Regions from separate parts of the Ovis aries genome. Here region 2 is linked to region 1. A link is a contact called in public Hi-C data. All regions are on one chromosome and are shown on one strand. The core of a region is the stretch at or near the end of the contact, and the rest is flanking DNA. Distances in the headings are between cores, read along the strand shown. Region 1 has its middle 140 kb from the start of ZC3H12C. Region 2 has its middle 84 kb from the start of ZC3H12C.

What was found. A called contact is a pair of places that touch in the nucleus more often than the background predicts.
Region 2: a contact with region 1 is called in a Hi-C map of tail adipose tissue, with 7 times the contacts expected there. The contact joins two enhancer-like sites. A contact is called at or near these places in 8 of 16 Hi-C or Micro-C datasets (hypothalamus, liver, mixed tissues and 4 more).

The regions. Positions count from the first base shown.
Region 1 is chr15:19,706,377-19,709,356 of ARS-UI_Ramb_v3.0, forward strand. No RefSeq gene overlaps it. Among named protein-coding and RNA genes, the nearest start is that of ZC3H12C, 140 kb to the right of the region's middle. Within about 2 kb of position 1,570, at least 7 of the 54 cell types and tissues checked have an H3K27ac peak or open chromatin away from gene starts, as enhancers often do.
Region 2 is chr15:19,925,835-19,928,814 of ARS-UI_Ramb_v3.0, forward strand. No RefSeq gene overlaps it. Among named protein-coding and RNA genes, the nearest start is that of ZC3H12C, 84 kb to the left of the region's middle. Within about 2 kb of position 1,422, at least 14 of the 54 cell types and tissues checked have an H3K27ac peak or open chromatin away from gene starts, as enhancers often do.

The sequences.
Region 1 (2,980 bases), core at 320-2,819:
CTTGTAGTTCTCAACATATACTTTCTAGATATGCTTTGTTAGATTTACACCTAAGTATTTCATTGTTTCAGTGTAGTCAGTCACAATCACTGGGCAGTTGTAAATAGTATTTTCTTTTTATTTTGATGTGTACTTTTTCATTTATAAAAAATAATATATATACTATATATACAATTTATAATTGATTTCCTATGTTTAGTGTGTATCATGCAACAATACTGAATTCACTAATTAGTTCTAATGTAATTTGGGCGGGGGGCGGATTTCCCAGATGGCCCAGTAATAAAGAACCTGCTAGTTTCCTTGGGATTTTCTACATGGATAACCAGGTCATTTGCAAAGAGATAGTTTTATTTGTCCATCTGATCTGTATTTCCTTTGGTTAAAAAAAGCAAGCTTTTTGTTTTAGCCTTCCTTTTATTTAAATTTGTCTGTGTTTGTTGCTATTTTCAGATTGCCCATTATTTGGCTGCATGTATGGGATATATGAGGGAAAAAAAAAAAATCCAGTCAAATGATTGCAGTGCTTTGCCCGAGTCCCAAGATCCCTAGGCAATCTGCCTTCTCTCTACTTTTCAGAGCATTTTCATGTTTGCTTGATATATATAATGTGCAGGGGGTGTTGTTCTTAGCAAATAGGTATTGTTCTTAGAAATAGGGAAAAGCATGTCTACTCCATATTCCGGAAGTAGAACCCAGTGTTATTTTTAAATAATATATTGAAATATTAGCTTGTGTCATTTTTATGCTTATTAATTCTTGCTATCCATTTTGTCCTCCGTCCATAGAAATCTTGGAATCTCTTGCCGAGAAGAATCAAGGAAGCCAGATTTCAGCCTGTAACTTCTTAAATAAGCTTCTCATGCACATTTTGAAGATAAGAATGCCAGATATTTATTTCTAATTTTCGAGAGCCAAACTTTGTTAAGCCGGGGGGAAGGGGGAATACTTTTGCAGACTTTAAAGCAGCAAATCGTAAAGAACTTGAATATAGAATGCTTAGTATGAAACATAGAAATACTTATATGATCAGAATATGACATTATAACAAACAAAAAAAAGCATTTTTCCCAGCCTGGAGGCAGAAAAGAGAGATAGTAAGACACAGGTGAGTATACTTCCTTCCAGGATTGAGACTGGCTTGGTGAAAAACGGAAATCCTTAAGTGGGTTTAAGAATCTAAGGAAAGAAGAGTCTGCTTTACACCAAAAACAGAGACAGTGTGAGAGGGGGAGTCCTTCTGTGTCCCCTAAACCATCACAGTTTAGATTCAAAACAGAAACGGAACATAGCATATTTGGGTAGAGAGCTTTAGAATTCCTGACCCTCGGACTTGGCTCCCTTCCAACAGCTCCAGCACGCTCCAGCAAGGGTGGGGAACAGAGTAAGCAGGCCGCAAAGTCCACAGGCTTGAAGATCAGATGGCATGACTGCAACCAAGGGTTGCAACCAAGCGGTGATGCCGGTACTTGTCAAAAGGACGAGCAGGGACTGGCAGCGTGAGATACTCAGGTGGAGACAACTCCGGGCCAGAAACCCCACCTCTACGCCGCACTACCATACAGGCAGCCCCTGCACCCAGGAGCCATCATGAGGAAGAGAAGCAGTACACGCAGAGAAGGATGAGCAGGGGGAGAGGGAGGAAGGGGAGGAGAAAGAAAGGGAGGAAGGGGGAGGAGAAAGAAAAGGAGGAAGCGGAGGGAATCAGGAGGAGGAAAGAGCAAGGAAAGGACAGGCAAACAAGGTAGAAAGCTAGAGAGGAAAAGGCAACCCTAACAGAGATCTTGAATTTTTAATCAACTAAATTTAAATACTGGGTAACTACACCAAAAGACTAAATTCTAAACTAGAAGAAAATAAGGTGCCTTGAAGTGGCAAAACACAGTGGTTTGTTATTGTTTCATTTGTATGTTTTTCTCTCTCTCCCATCATTAGAATAAGGACCATGAGAATTCAGTTTGGCTAAAAAGAGGTTAAAAAGTACTACACACTTACATATACAGAGAGGATATTACTGCCCTGCCTGAATGTGAGGTCCTGCAGTGGACTTTAAAGCTATCTTAGTCCAATCCGCGTTGTATTGAGAGGAAACAGAGGGACAAGCAGAGAGTTAATTACGTCAGGGTCACAGAGCTAGTTAGTAACAGAGCCAGAACAACATTCCACATCTCTGAAGCACCCTGAAATGTGAGTGTTCAAAATCAAGAACCACTTTTATCCACAAAAATTGATGATGGGAATCTCTGGGTTCACCGGATGTTGCTATCTTTGATTTATAAGCAACACACAACTCCTCTATGGTTGGGGCAAACCCAATCAGCTGCCAGTGAGGACTTCCCCTAGCTCCTGGCTTTCACTGATAATTCCCTTTGTTGGTGACTTTCAGTGTTTTGCAGTGCCAGCTGGTCGTGACTGGTTGTAGCGCATTGGATTTTGTTTTAAAGTTCCCTGGTTGCATTTCAAAGCTAAAAATAAAATTACGCTGTATCATCTGATATGGTCTGATGATCAGCTACCCTATTCCCTCCTTTCTGAAAATAACAGCGGTAAGTAGATTTAAAAATTCTGTTCTTTCAAAAGCCAAATTCAGAGAACAATTGCATTGTACCATAAGCACATCTAACTTTAGAGAATCCAACTGTACAGATTCAGCTTTAATCCCAAAATGAGAAAGAGACAAAGAGAAGCAGAGACAGAGACCAAAAAGAGACAGAGAGAAATACAGAGAGAGTTTCATTCTCTCCAATTTTGTCAAAAATAACTGGACTCTGGCTAACTGACTTCCCTTTATCTTCAAGAGGTTCTCATCAGAGGTTATTTCCTCTTGTTTCATGAGCTGCTAAAGAAATATGGGAATAAATGTGTGTGTCCCAGATCTATGGAGTATGTATCCCAAGTAGCCTGAATTGTGTGTGCTGCTTGTGTGTGCTATACAAGTAGGGTGCATTTTAAGTGTGACCTCACCTCATTTTACTCTTCT
Region 2 (2,980 bases), core at 172-2,671, 220 kb after region 1:
CGAAACAGGCATTATCCCTATTTTAGAAATAAGACTGACTTTAAAGCACTTGCTCAAAAGCAAACACCTCTCTACATGCTTCCAAACTCCCTTTTTTCTTATTATTCTGCTGCAAGACAGTAATAGGAATGAACCCATGCTCATCCTAGGTGTGTTATTTTATTAAAGTCTAGTTCTGAGGAATGCTACACCTGTGGCATTGTGTAGCCACTGTACATTCTTAGACACGCTAACTTCTACGGGGGCAGGGCAAGACCTGGAAAACTTCACCAGAACTTCACTAGAGGCGCACCGTCCAGGCTGGTTCCTGTGGAGTCCTGAGGAGCCCGTCTCTTGTGTGGGTGGAAAGTTTCCCCAGAGAGTTGCTGGTCGGAGGCCTGTGAGGACGGGCCCTGGCCCAGCTGCTAGGCCCAGGGCCCAGGCCGCAGCCCTTCCGAAGAGCAAAATGGTTCTGTGGTGGCTGGAGGTGGTTTTACAGTCTGGACTCCCATCTCCACTCCGTGGCGGTCTTTGTAGGCCTCGAGAGGAAAAGGCAGTTCACTCATTTCTAATGTTTCCGGTCACACGCAGAGTCCCCCTCAGGCGTCTTTTTCAAAGCCCCATTTAGCTTTCAGATTCCTGCAAGGCCTTCAGAGCACACAGCAGCTTCTGCGTGAGGCAGCTGCCATTTGCATTTTCCATGCTTTCTGCCATTTGCATTTTCCATTTGCACAAATTCAGCATGAGATTAGAAATAGAAAAGTTAAATTCGTTGTCGAACAAATTCCCAGGAGAGCCAGATGAGGGACCAAATACGGTGCTGAAAGAAGGTAAATAAAACGTTGCGATGGGCTTCCGGCCCTCCCATCCCGCGGCCTCGGGTCTGGGCGGCCGGGCTGGGAGCGCCGGGCGGCCTCCGCCCTCGGGCCGCGAGCACCGGACAGTGGGGTCCAGGAAACTGGCCTTGTCGCCGCCACCTCGGCCTTCAAAGCTCTCCTCTCCCCCTCTACTCTAAAGATGTAATTCTCATTCATTTGAATAATTCTTTCAGACATGCCTTTGAAAAGATTAAGGGAGATGGCAAATACAATTTATGACCACATGAAATGCTATTGAGTAAACTCCAGAGGAGATTTATCGGTTTGCCATGTCTGTTACCAGATTAACAAATTCAGGACAAAGCACCTTTCGCAGTTGAAAAGGCGGCACATGGGAGGCGATCGGAGGGAAGTGAGGGTCCCAGTCCACGCTCAGCGGCATGGGCTGAGCGGAGCTCGCGAGGTGGGGAGCTGCAGGAGGGGCCTGAGGGGGCCCTGAGGCGCCCGCTGGCCCAGGGGCAGCTCGGGGACCGGGCCGCCAAGCCCAGGTTCCTCCCTGTCAGGGCGCAGAGCTTCACACCGCGCCGCCCCCCCCCCCCCACCCCAACCCCAGCCTTTCTTCCCGCTTCTGAGTCTCGCTGCAGAGGCGCTCTCTCAGCTCCGCCTCTCCACCACCCCAGCCAGAGTCGCCCGCGGCTGAGACTGCGGGGAAGAAGACAGCGACAGGCTTCCAGAGATCCGCCCCCCCCCCCATCTTTCTAACAATTTGCAGCCTTTGAATCCGCTTCCCAGATTGCGAGTGGGAAATGCCAAGTGGCTAAAGCAGAGGTTCACGGAACCTTTGAATCCAGCCACAGGCTCTTGTTTGGTGGTTAAGATACACAGTCATTTCAGGATCGACCTCTAGTGGCCTCATTCCCCGGGGGCTCCGGGGGTGGGGAGGAGACCCACCAGGGGTGTGGTTCCTAACTTGCAGCCCATCTTGCAGGTCTCTGTGTCCTTTGAAACAGGTAGCAGTGTCACCAGACTGCCTTCCTGAGCCTTCTTTGCTGAATGGGAGGCATAAGCACAATCTCCCCGTCTCTGCGTGGGGTCAAAGTGCACCACCTCCCCCTGTCACCACGGGCAAGCTCTGCCCACACAGCCCTCCCCTCTGATCGATCCAACATTTGGGGGGGCTAACTGTATCATCCCAGGGGAAAAGAAATGGTTTTGAGAGGCATCGGCTCTTTCAGATTGTAAAGCAAAACCTTGTTGTTCACAGTAATACTCTGCCAAGGGCCTGGGGCAAAGCGGAGACCCAACAGCAAGGAGAGCTGGGTGGAGGGTCCAGCCTCTCTCTGGCCAGGGGAACAGACAGCCTGTGGGAGACGGTGTGGTTCTGGGGTGGCGGGCACAGCAGCAACTTTTTTTTCTTCTTTTATCAAAGGAGAACCATACATGTCTTGGATTCTGTTTTTAAATCAGTACTTCAGGCTGCTGTATGGCTAGAATTGATTCCTCTCATGTTTTACTCGGAACAGAAATGAGCATAATCCACAACCATTTGTTGCTGCCCAAGACTGTGGACTAGAAGAGGACACTCATCTGGGAGAATTCCTCATACAGACCAAGAATGTTTTCTGGCCCCAGCTGAGTGAAGGGCACCCAGCTGACTCAGACAGCCTCCAGAACATTTAGTTCTGGAGTTTGACAAAACCAGTAAACAGAACTCCTCTCTGTTCAGTGCCCCTGAGCCTGTATGTGTGGTCCCCAGTCGTGGGCCCCACCCTTGACCCAAGAATCAGACACCCTAGGTGGGGGGCGGGTAGGGGGGACATCTGTGGTTTCACAAACCCTCCAGATGATACTGATGCTCATAAAGTTGAAAGTAAAACCACTGAGTGAAACTGAGAATTACAGCAAAACAGTAAGCAGGTGAAACTCACAAGATCACCTTCATCTGGGCTTGTGCCTAAGGCAACTGGGCTCCCTAATGTGTGTGTCAGTTTCTCAGTCGTGTCCGACTCTTTGCGACCCCATGGACTGTAGCCCGCCAGGCTCCTCTGTCTATGGAATTCTCCAGGCAAGAATACTGGACTGGGCTGTCATTTCCTTTCCCAGGGGATCTTCTCCACCCAGGGATCGAATCCAGGTCTCCTGCATTGCAGGCAGATTCTACTACTGAATCCCAAATTTGACAG